3 separate regions of the Mus musculus genome follow, and all the other regions are linked to region 2. Evidence: chromatin contacts called from public Hi-C data. All regions are on one chromosome and are shown on one strand. Each heading gives the region's core, a stretch centred on a gene start, on an enhancer-like site or on the middle of the called end of the contact. The rest is flanking DNA. Distances are from core to core; before and after follow the strand shown.

Region 1 (3,907 bases), core at 653-3,152, 170 kb after region 2:
CAACAAAAAGTTGTCTTTTTTGTTTTGTTTTGTTTTTTCGAGACAGGGTTTCTCTGTGTAGTCCTGGCTGTCCTGGAACTCACTCTGTAGACCAGGCTGGCCTCGAACTCAGAAATCTGCCTGCCTCTGCCTCCTGAGTGCTGGGATTAAAGACATGCGCCACCACAGCCCGGCAAAGTTGTCTTTTCTTCCAGTTCATTTGAGCAGTCCAGAGCACTTTGCTGTGGGGTGAACAATTCCATATATTGCGTAGCTCTGGGTCACCAAGAGCTGTGTCCAATCCATTTCATGAGGTTAGGACCAATCAAACACATTTAATATGCTCTCCGACACCCACTTTGTTTTATTGTTTGAGACAGGGTCTCTCTATGTGGCCTGGCTGGCCTAGAACTCACAGAGATCCACCTACCTCTGCCTTCCCAGTGCTTGGGTTAAAGGTGTGTGATACCACATTCAGCCATTTTGTATATTTATATCACTACTATAAATCAAGTCTTTAGCACTCAGAAGGTGAATTTCATCCATGGACAACCCATTCTCCAACCTCACCAAGTAGAAGCATTACGATAGCATATATATGAGTGTTTTGCCTGCATATATGTCTGTGCACCATGTGCATGCAGTACCCAGAGAGGTCAGAAGAGGGCATCAGCTCCCCTGGAACTGGAGTTACAAACAGTTGTGAGCTACCATGTGGGCGCTGGGAACTGAACCAGGTCTTCTGCAAGAGCAGCCAGTGTCCTTAATCAGTCAGCCATGTCTCCAGCCCCACTGTACTAATTTTAAATGATGGAGGGAGGGGAGACTGGTAGTCTGTGCTGCATGGTAGCCTCATGAAAAGAATGATTATCTAAGGCTAGAAGGTTCTCCAACCACCATCAGGACCATACCTGCAGTCACTAGTTGGTGGGGTCCTCCCAGAGAAAAGCTGTAGCCAGTTTCTCCCCACTGGCCAAAGCAAACAGCCTTCATCTGGGGATTGTATGTGTATCTATGGACATGAGGTCCTTGGCCTTGGAGAGAGACCCCTTCTCACCTCACTGACTCCTGATTCACACTGAAGTCCTGCCCCACATTAACCTCCACTGATTTCTGGTTGTTTTGTTTTGTTTGTTTTGTTTTGTTTTGTTTTGTTTTGTTTTGTTTTGTTTTGTTTTGTTTTTGAGACAGGGTTTTTCTCTGTGTAGCCCTGGCTGTCCTGGAACTCACTCTGTAGACCAGGCTGGCCTCGAACTCAGAAATCCGCCTGCCTCTGCCTCCCAAGTGCTGGGATTAAAGGCGTGCACCACCACTACCCAGCTTTGATTTCTGTTTCTTAGAACCTGGTATGTCCTTGGTATTTTCTTGATTTCAAACTCTTATTCCGATCAGCTCAGTCATAGCTGCCAACTGTACCCCAACCCTAACTGTGACCCTTTCAAGTATCCTAAGACTATAAAATGGAATCCTGGTTTGGAAAGCGTGTCTAGACACTATAGTATCACATAAAACCCAGACTTAACTCTGCATACGTACATTGAGGATGCTAATGGATCTTTTCCCTTTTCTGTTCTGCTCCATGGCTCCTAAGATCTGAACTCTAAACATCCGCACTATGGGAAGAAACCACATATCACTCATTTTTATGTCTTTAGAGGGCTCCCTAAATCAAAGTATAAATTGGAAAAACAGGAATACATTTTTAAACTACTATTCTATCTTTGACAACCAAATTAAGACATTTCTTCCCAGCTTGTACTCACACAAAGAAAGTCTTCCACTAGGATTTATTGTTTTGTTTTCCTTAGGAAGCTTCTAGTAGATTAGATGTAGAGGGTTCTTTGTTTTTTTAAGTTCTTCAAAGTGCTGCTGTTCTAATTTTAACAGAAAGTCATGCTATGAATATATGACTTTCTTTTTATAGTGCTACTACTATGTGAGTCACCCTCACATAAAGGAGAAAGGATGTCCCTTCCTGACACATGTAAAGCCATTAGCAGCGTCCCCAGAATCAACAGCTCAACTGTTACACGGCAGCTCTGTCGATTTTCTCCCTCAGCTGCCCCTTAAAAGCAAGTACACGTTAGTTGGTTGGTGAACACTTCCTGTGAATTCTTTGAATGACTTCCATCTTAGAACAAATGTCATGTTACAATCTACACATGATGCTCTAGGCACCTGAGAGCCTAGCACAGAATTAGGTTAAATCCTGGGGAAAGATGTTACAAAGATGCAGCTCCTGAAGCCAGTGAGTCGCATCACTGTCTGGAGAGCTGAAGCCGGGAGCATCTGTGTGCAGGAGCTGCCTTGTGGAAACGGCTGGGTTGCTACATGACTATTCTTTCTTTTACTTTAGTCTGTGCTTGGGGGCTCTGAGCATGCTGATTACCTCTTCAGAGCATCCCACGCGCTGGCAGGAAATGTCCATCTCCCATCTGGTGATTTTGGTAACGCTATCTATGAGCAGTGCCATGTTAACAGCACCCCTCTCATGGGATGTGAGCTCTTAAGGCCTGTGACTGTCCTCGGTTCTGGTGCCTTCTCCACCAGCCCAGTTTAACTGCCCACCCACAAGGAACCACTTCTCCACAGACGCTTCCTGGTAGCTGCTTGGTGGTATGAGGGCACCAGGAGACAATACTGTTTTGTACACATCCCTAAATATCTGAGAGATTGCTCCCCTTCTTCATGGTTCATGGCAGACATAGTTGCCTAGAGATGTCAGCATTACACCCTTAAAAATCCAAAGTGTGGCAAAGCCGAGACCAGTCACCAGGGGAGATGAGAACAGTCACTAGGGAAGATTCCTCAAACTGAGTAAAATAGCAAAGATGGAGCCTGGAAGGTTCTAAACAGACAAGGAGTCACTGGCAGGTCACTGTGTCTGAACACGTAGACAAGCAGAACGCTCATTAAGACTTGTGTGTGCTGAGCATCTCCAGGCAGTAAGAATAACTTTGTATTGTGCACAGCTTATCTCTGCTGCATAGAGTTGCATGATTAGATCAGATTGTGAGCCCGTAATACCAGCAAGCTGGCATCTGCTTGTCTTTGTACTTGTGAGAGCATCAAGCTAACACTCACGGAACCATCCTGAGTGCACAGGATCTCCATAGCGGCACCATGGACACCACGGAGAATCACTGATAAGGGGATGAAATATTAATGCCTTACAATATCTGATATCACTATTTCTTCCAAATGTCCCAGGAGGTCCTAATATGCTGTCAAGACCGGGACTGTGGAGCTGAATATGAACTGGGATTCAACATCTCTGCACGAGCTGTGACTAGGGATGGCGAATAAAGGCAGATGCTCTTGGAGTCCAAAGTGAGAGGTTACATCCTGACTCTGACTTCACACAGTCCCGTGGCTTTGAACAAGTCACTTCATTTCTCCAAGCCTGTTTGCTTAAACAAACAGCGTGTCTTCTATCCTTCTATCAAAGGATAATAAAGAGTTCCCTGAAAGCCTTACTTTGGCTTTCTTGGTATTAGGCCATATCCATAAAATGCCTCACATACAATTAAGAGCTATAATACAGCCAGCAAGAGGCACCATTGCTAACAATACCTCTTTGTGGTGCACGGGCTCTTAGGGCCTCCTGTTGTCCTTGGTTTCAAGCCTTTCCCCACAGCCCCCAGCTTATAACTCCCCCTCCCCACAGAACTATTTCACCCCAGTTGCATCTTCTTATCCATTTAATGTTATATGAAGCCACCTTCCTAGCCCACCAACCATTCTGGTTTTAAATCTAGACTTAAAATGTGCAGGTTTCTAAACATTTGAGAGAATGCTCCCCTTTCTTCATGTTTCATGGCAGACATAGTTACCTAGAGATGTCAGGTGACGATGTCAGCTCTTAAGTACCTAAAGTATGGCAAAACTGAGAACAGCCACCAGGGAGAATCCCTCATACTGACTGAGA
Region 2 (4,499 bases), core at 1,264-3,763:
CCAAAAATGTGGTGCTTGACTTCCTCAAGAGAAGACCTCACGTGCTTTGATCCAACTCTAATGGTGCAGTTGTGAAGAAGCACAGTATACATGGTCACTTAATTAGAGAATATGTCAAGCAGGAAGCACTCTTAAATATGCTCTGGCAAGATGCCGAGTTCACCAAATGTCCACTCTCTAGAGACTTCAGAGGCTCCAGTAAGTGCCAATCCCAGGAATGATCCACTTTTATCTGCCTTCTGACACAATGTTGGCCCCTTTAAAGTAGGAATTTCTGGGTGTTCTGCTACAAGATAGTGGTCAAAAGAAATGAGCAAAATGTTCCATGGGAAGATAGAGGAGACTTCTTAGATGCACAGAATAGAAAAGAAAGTTGAAATTTTTAACAGCAAAACTATTTTCAGTGTTTTCTTAAAGTGACAAAGGTCAATCCTCAAATTACTCAACTCTATGGCAATATGTTTTTGTCTTGTAAGAGTATTTCTAAACTAAGGAAGGGAAAGAGGGGAGACGGTAAGGAAAGAAGGGAGGAAGGTGTAGTGTGCAGCTTTTGCTACCCCACTAAGCTCTGGATGGACTGTGCTATGAGCCCCCACCCAAATTCCCTTGGATCTACGGATGAAACACACCACACCACACACACACACACACACACACACACACACACACACACACACATTGCCCAATTTCTACCTGCCTTATTGGCTTAATTGCTGTGCACTCTTAATCTCTCACCACTAGCATGCCCTTCCCGATACTCTTAGCTCATCATTTCTCAACCTGCCTTAGCTTCAGCTACTCAGTTACCTTTAGTCCCAGCTAAAACCCCAACCTCCCACCTGGAGAAGCAGTGTATTGCCACTCCACCCGAGATCTCAGATGGCTGGTTAGCTTTTCTCTCTCCAAAGCATGGTGAAAAACTCCTTTCTTCTCCTCCTGTATCTCCTAGATGGCCTGTGGGAACCCGGAAGTCCTATCTATTCCACCCAGCAATTAGCTGCTAGCATCTTTATTAATAGATCAGGAACCAGTTGGGGAACAGGACCTTAGCATCAGAACCACCCCTACATCTCACCTTTTTTTGTCCAATTTCAAAAACAAAAAATAAAATAAAAATAAAACAAAACAAAATTCTTCTCCTAGACATAAGTTGAACAAAACTATAACAATCATGTAAATCACAAAGTTTTTGGGGGTCATAAAACATGGAGAAATCAAACTTGTACTGACATGGAAGGATGCTTATTCCTTCTGGCTAGCTGAAAGAGTCTATGTATGTTTCTAGGGAAGAGCAGTAATCACCAGTCTTCTACTCTGGGAGTTGCAGTAGTCACTGGCCTGGCAAGGCATGCCCACTGTGCAATGGTGGCACAAATGTTATGTGAATAACCAACGACTTTCTGAGACTGCCTGTGCTCCAGTAGTTAGCTCTGAACTATAAGCAGCATGGAATGAACTCAGTAGATTGGAGGAAAAAAGAGCATATGAAGTTGGGAGGGGAAAGTGGGGAGATAGAGGAAGAGTTGAAGGGGAGGAAATGAGGTGTAGGTCTGACCATGCACACGTATGAAAGTTCAGAACGGGGAAATAAATCATTCAACAGATGGGCTTCACAAGAGGTTTGATGTAGATGGGAAAAGAACTTTTCAAAACTCAAGATGGCTCACAAGAAATAATTTAGAATGAACCGTCAAGAGGTAGGTTGATGTAAGATCATCTGTGAGCAAAGGTGAATAAGAGATGGTAGAGAGGACATTGCACACTGAGAGGCGGGATGATCAACGGTGACACCGGGAGAAATGATTGTGCCATAGCCCCACACTGATAAAGTCTCAACAAACTGTCCATCCCTAGCAAATCCTGATTTTATATTTTATTAATTAAGTTATTTTAAGGCATGCTTCTGAGTGTATTTGTAAGGAGATGAGTGTATATTTATTTATGGGATGGGATTGAACCCAGAACCATACACATATTACATAAGCATCCTATTACTGAACTCCATCCAGAGTCCTTACTTGTACTCATTGTTTTATGACAGGGTTTTGCTAAGTTGCACAGGTTGGCTTTGAACTTGCTAAATCTCCTACACCGCATCTTCCCTAGTAGCTGGGATTCTAAACCCAAGTCACCAGGCCAGCATTAATTCACACGGATTATATGAATGTTCATAAGTGATACACATTCCTACAAATTCCCAAGCACTAAAGTTACAGAATGTATAGGCTCTTTAACTTTATTGTAGATAAAAAGAAATCAAAAACAAAAAATATTACAAAGACTCAATATATGTGACACTTAAAGAATATGCTCTGAATAATTCCTGAATAAAAAATGAAGTTACACTAAAAGTCAGAGAACAGTTTGGACAATGTGGAGTGTCGCAGCGTCTCACACCACAGGGAAATTATCCCAGGGAAGCTTCCAGTTCTGAAGTGCTAGCTGCTAGCTTAGCTCTCTGTTACACAAGAGCTAAGTGTGACTTGGCAAAGTCTTCCATTCCCCGGAGCCACCAAAGAAACCACATCCCTTCCCTTCTCTCCACTCCACGTCTTACTAACCAGACCACACTTGGGTCAGGTTTGTTAGTTGTGCTATCCGGGTTATGGAGCTAATTTCCTCAGCATGGAATGAGAGTAGATTCTGCTTTTCCTTTCCCCAACATCATATTTTTATTAATTATTTGGAATCACATACAATGGACCCCATTCCAGTTGCTTCCTATTCCTCCCAGGTATCCTTGCTCACTCTATTTGTTTTTAGAGACAGGGTTTCTCTGTGTAGCCCCTGCTGCCCTGGAACTCACTCTGTAGACCAGGCCAGCCTCAAACTCAGAAATCCACCTGCCTCTGCTTCCTGAGGATGGGGATTAAAGGTGTGTGCCATGCCCACCCCTCCAAGCCACCCTCCCACCAAAAGAAATGAAAAAAAATCAAGTCCAATTTGTGTTGCTCATATTCTCATTGGAACACAGTCAAACTCCCAGTGGCCAGCCCTGTAAGGAAAACTGGGTCCTCCCCACCCCATGGCCAGAAGCCGTCAACTCCGAAGAGCTTGAGTATCTTTATCAGAGTTTTTAAGGACTCTCTTCAATGCTTTCTTGTCTGGATTGTTTTGTGTGTGTGTGTGTGTGTGTGTGTGTGTGTGTGTGTGTGTGTGTGTGTGTGTGTGTTGTGGGGGGGGGAGATTGGCACAGAAGCCTCCAGTGTCTCTCAGTCTCAGTTATGAGTCTACACTCATCGACTGCACTACAAAAGAAGCCTCAGCAGCTGGGTCACGGATGCGCACACGGCAGTGTGGATCATGGACATCTACATGGTTTCCGACATCACTGACCACCAAAGCCTTTTGGGAGAGTTAACCTAGAAAAGGAACCATTCTTCATCTCAGATATGCTGTTCCTCGGAGTCAGGGTGATCTTGCAGTTGGACACTGTGTCTGGGGGCAGGACCTGTGAGAGCCCAACAGTTGCTGTACACCACCTTGCCCTCAATTCTGGCCGCCATACTGGCCTTCAGGGCAAGTTGTGGCACAGGCCTAGCAGGTGATGGCAGGGCAAGGGGGCCTGGTGCCCTGAGGACCTGTCCTGCTCAGCAAAGACTCATTCTTTTGAGACACAATCTCTCAGCCAACTCCACGATCCTCTGGCTCTTACACTCTTTCTGCCATTTCTTCCTTGATGCTTTCTGAACCTTAGGTACAGGGCTGTTTTATAGGTGTCTCCATTGGGGTTGGGCTCCGTGACTCTGTATTTCGATTGGTTGTAGCTTTCTGGAAGAGTCTCTGTCTGTTTTCTTGGTGATGGGTAAGGACTACAGATACCTGTGCATATAAACACAAATGTTCATTGCTTGCTGTTAGACATTATGCTGGTTTAGTGGAAGGGAGAGGAGAGGGGGAAGGGGAGCAGACAGGAAAGGAGGGGAAGTGAGGGAGGGAAGAAGAAAAGAGGGGGAAAGAGTGGAAGAGAGAGAGGGGAGGAGAGAAGGAGGGGAAGGGGAGAGGAGAGGAGGAGGGGAAGAGAAGGGAAGAGAGAGAAGTGCAGAGGGCAGAAGAGAGGAGGGCAGGGAGGGGAGAGGAGAGAAAGGGAGGAGAGAAAAGGCTTTGTCAGAGCCAAGAGCTGGGGGTGGGGATGGGTGCAGAGGCAACTGTCTTCATCGAAGACCATGAAGCAGATGAACATGTTCGCTGAGTTCCCAACAGAAGATTCAAATGCACTGTAGCACACTGTAGACCACAAGACAAGAGTGAAGCCATACGAACTAGGAACTCTCTCATATTAGAAATGAGAGAAAAGAAAAACAAAACAAAACGAAGTGTCTCATTGTCTCCTGTGGAAATGTTAGATTCCTATGCAAGAGTTGTAATCTTTAGCATCGCTCACTGCACTCATTCAGTGGATGTTTATAGAATACTCTCAAAGTCCTGAGTCTGGCTTAAGGCTGGAAAGTTCTTTCAAGATGAACTTCTAGTCTTACACTGGAATATATAAAATACAT
Region 3 (3,913 bases), core at 736-3,235, 150 kb after region 2:
ACCCTTCAAGGACACAGAGATGTGACCTGAAATACTGTGTGCACAAAGCACCCCACCACCCAGCCTGCTTTATTACTACTGCTGGACTTAGAGAGGACTTCTTAACCTAGAGTGACACCAGTGTGAAGTTTAGGTGACACCATGTGGCCTCCATTCCCAGACATGTGCTCCATTCTCCTCAGTCCCACCTCATTCATGATTTGATAAATTCATATCTGAATATGTCATTCGGTCATAGGCTGAACTAACAGCAGAGAGTGCAGGTATGTGACAGTTTCCACATCACTGATGCTACTTTTAAGGTTTGTTAACTTTTGAAAACAACTCTTAAAAAAAAAAGTCCTACACAAATGAGGTGGAAAGTGCTTCATGGATAGGAAGGGATGGAAGGAAAGAGGGAGGGAAGGAAGAAGGGAGGGAGGAATGAAGGAGGGAGGGAGGGAGGGAAGGAAGGAGGGAGGGAAGGAAGGAGGGAGGGAGGGAAGGAAGGAGGGAAGGAAGGAAGGAGGGAGGGAAAACAGGAGGGAGGGAAGGAAGGAGGGAGGGAGGGTAGGAGGGAGGGAGGGAAGGAGGGAGAGAGGGAAGGAAGGAGGGAAGGAAGGAGAGAGGGAAGGAAGGAGGGAGGAAGGGGAGGAAGGAGGGAGGGAAAAAGGAGGGAGGGAAGGAAGGAGGGAGGGAGGGTAGGAGGGAGGGAGGGAAGGAGGGAGAGAGGAAAGGAAGGAGGGAAGGAAGGAGAGAGGGAAGGAAGAAGGGAGGGAAAAAGGAGGGAGGGAAGGAAGGAGGGAGGGAAGGAAGGAGGGAGGGAAGCAAGGAGGGATGGAAGGAAGGAGGGAGGGAAGGAGGGAGGGAGGGAAGGAGGGAAGGTAGGAAGGAAATCCAAACATAGGTCCTCTGGGAGAGCAGCCATTGCCTGCTGAGCCATCTCCCCCCACCCCCACCCCCACCCCCACTATTGAGTTGTTGGTTAGATGTAGCCATACTGAAACAAGAAGACATGAGATCATAGAGACTGCAGATGATTAAGAGTGAAAACACAAGAAAAGAGTAAACCTGCAGCGCCAATAATCCCTAAACTATTTTCTCATTAAGAAAACAGAAGACAAGAGCCCTGTGAGGTTAGGGTTGCTCTGCAGGAGAGGAACCAAGCCTGGAAGGCAGCATTTTTGTGTCCAGAGTTGGTTGTTGCATGTACTCAAGTGCCAAAGTCAGCAAGAGAAGCAACCGGGGATGCTTGCAAATACGTTCCTTATTGCTTTAGTCCTGGAGGGGGGATCTGATGCTTCTGAAAGCAGAGAATGAAGAGAGAAAAGAAAGGATAACAAGTCCAGCAGGGCAGAGCCCAGCCTCAGCCCTGGTTCCCAGGCCCTCTCATCAGGGAGGAGCGGCTGATAACCTGCGGAGGCAGGGGCTGTGGACTTCCCTCAGCAGGCTTGAGGCACAGTAGGCAGCCACAGTGGCCTCGGGGCGAAGCCCACAGAGGAGAGGGATCTGGGACACGCTCACCATGAGCTAGCCCTGGAGCTCTCTCACGTTAGGAGCAAAGGCTTTATGACACACACATATACAGCCCTTACCACTGCCCTCAGGGAGAATTCTACATGTACATAGCCAAATGGGGAAGAACATAGCTGTTTGGATGCTTCAGCAGCGAAAATTTAGACGCTCTCAGTTTTCTCCCTTAGGGGAAAAAAAATACCACAAAACTACAGAGTAAACAAATGTCCATTTTTATACTATGGAAAGGATGAAGGTAAACAGTATGAAGCCTTTTGTCATTCGAACACCAGTTTGCTGTCCCCTTGAGACTTAAATGTTTCCTTTACCTATGATACTCTGTTTAAAGACTCCAGACCCAGGGCACCTCCCACCCATCCACTTTCTGCTAACTAATAATAAACTACTGTTACCTGGCCCTTTCTTCCTCTGGCTACCAACACTGGCCTCTATACTGCTCATGTGCATTTCCATTAGTGACAACTGGAGTCAGGGAGGGACAAAATAACTTCCTTTTTTTTTTTTTTTTTTGGTTTTGTCAAGACAGGGTTTCTCTGTATAGCCCTGGCTGTCCTGGAACTCACTCTGTAGACCAGGCTGGCCTCAAACTCAGTAACCCACCTGCCTCTGCCTCCCAAGTGCTGGGATTAAAGGCGTGCACCACCACAGCCTAGCGACAAAATAATTTTCTTAAATTAAGAAGAGACTATGCCAGGGCCTAGCAAACACAGAAGTGGATGCTCACAGTCAGCTATTGAATGGACCACAGGGCCCCCAATGGAGGAACTAGAGAAAGCACCCAAGGAACTAAAGGGAACTGCAACCCTATAGGTGGAACAACAATATGAACTAAGCAGTACCCCGGAGCTCTTGTCTCTAGCTCCATAAGTATCAAAAGATGGCCTAGTCGGCCATCACTGCAAAGAGAGGCCCATTGGACTTGCAAACTTTATATGCCCCAGTACAGGGGAACGCCAGGGCCAAAAAGGGGGAGTGGGTGGGTAGGGGAGTGGGGTTGGGTGGGTATGGGGGACTTTTGATATAGCATTGGAAATGTAAATGAGCTAAATACCTAATTAAAAAATGGAAAAAAATGAAAATGATAGTCATAAATGATAAACTTTATCCTACTCTGGATGCTTTATAAACACTAATAAAAGCAAATACTTTTTCTAATAAAAAAAAAAGTCATATACTACTAGCAGGTTGGTTGGATGGCTTGTCTTAAGCTCTTGGAGGCAGAACTTGAAACTTTTTTATGTGTAAATCAGGGGTCAGCACGTGACTCTTTCAGAGGACAGGGACACAATGTTATAATTTAAAGGGACATGATTGATGGAGCTGACAAGGGACACAGTTTCCATTCTCCACCTGACACGGATTCAGAATCACGCCTCTGAGTAGTGTTGACCAGTGTCCTTCTAACCAAGGAGGGAGGACACTCTGAACAGAGGCGACACCACCCACGGGCTGGGGCCCTGACTGGCAGAAAGAAGGCGGCACCCCAACAACTGCTGGTTACTCTCACAGCAGCTGCCGCTCGCACTCATCTCAAGGGTTCCTCCGAGCTGCGGTTCACCAGAACCTTTCTGAACTAGTTCCTAACTTTACTTGGTTCCTCCGAAGTAGAATCTTGTTATCAGCTCATCCTTGCAGTCATGTTTGGACAAGACTACCTTGTCCAAGCAACACATTGTCCAAGTAACACTGCTTTGCAGAGTGGACAGTTATATGTTATCGATTAGCCTGATTGATAGGAGTAACCTCTGGAAACACTTGCTGAGGCTGTTACTGGAGGACACACAGATGTGAACAGACCAGACAACCGTGAACGGCACGGCGTGGCGCATGCGCCGTGGCTTTACTTTGTACACCTGCGCTTTCTAGGTTCTCATTCCACTCTCTATAATCTACCTTCATCCTCACTCAACTTCCTGTGAAGCTTGTGCAACCGAAGACCCCTCTGGCCTCAGAGGGAGCTGAAGCCACAGGAAGTTGTGGGACTAGTCAGAAACAGAGCCATCATAACTGTGACCTTTAAAATGAAACACAAAGGGAGCGGAGAAAATAACTCGAAACAATTAGAAAGCTTCCTGCAATTTAGTCAATAAATGTGCCCAGTTCAATACCCTCTTCCATTAATAATGAACTCAAAAAGGCCACGGTACTATCTGCCCACAGAAGTGTGAGAATGTTCATTATCTCATGTTACACAAATCAAAAATTCAAAATATCAACGATGTGATATTCTTGCACCTATTAAGTAATATAATAAAACACTGGCAATCTATAAACGTAAGAGTTGAGAGGCGTCCTTTCCGTAGAAACAGATCGAGGATTCAGTGGGTTGTCACAGAGACACTAAAAGCAAGACTGGTCTAGAGCCCTTAAAGTACATTGGCTATCATTTTCCCTCAGT

Evidence for each region. Hi-C and Micro-C count contacts between places; a contact is called where the count stands out from the background.
Region 1: a contact with region 2 is called in a Hi-C map of bone marrow-derived macrophages, with 31 read pairs. The contact joins two enhancer-like sites. A contact is called at or near these places in 2 of 484 Hi-C or Micro-C datasets (bone marrow-derived macrophages and nephron progenitors).
Region 3: a Hi-C map of bone marrow-derived macrophages shows a contact between it and region 2, with 31 read pairs. The contact joins two enhancer-like sites. A contact is called at or near these places in 1 of 484 Hi-C or Micro-C datasets (bone marrow-derived macrophages) and 1 of 115 datasets of contacts at active chromatin or transcription factors (embryonic stem cells).

What each region holds. Positions count from the first base shown.
Region 1 is chr13:93,795,231-93,799,137 of GRCm38.p6, reverse strand. All of the region lies in intron 3 of Arsb (arylsulfatase B), which reads right to left. Among named protein-coding and RNA genes, the nearest start is that of Mir5624, 6.4 kb to the right of the region's middle. Within about 2 kb of position 1,902, at least 7 of the 459 cell types and tissues checked have an H3K27ac peak or open chromatin away from gene starts, as enhancers often do. A contact at or near this core is called in bone marrow-derived macrophages, where this site is marked.
Region 2 is chr13:93,968,300-93,972,798 of GRCm38.p6, reverse strand. No RefSeq gene overlaps it. Among named protein-coding and RNA genes, the nearest start is that of Lhfpl2, 87 kb to the left of the region's middle. Within about 2 kb of position 2,513, at least 33 of the 459 cell types and tissues checked have an H3K27ac peak or open chromatin away from gene starts, as enhancers often do. A contact at or near this core is called in bone marrow-derived macrophages, where this site is marked.
Region 3 is chr13:93,814,368-93,818,280 of GRCm38.p6, reverse strand. The region is part of intron 4 of Arsb (arylsulfatase B); the gene reads right to left. Among named protein-coding and RNA genes, the nearest start is that of Mir5624, 26 kb to the right of the region's middle. Within about 2 kb of position 1,985, at least 23 of the 459 cell types and tissues checked have an H3K27ac peak or open chromatin away from gene starts, as enhancers often do. A contact at or near this core is called in bone marrow-derived macrophages, where this site is marked.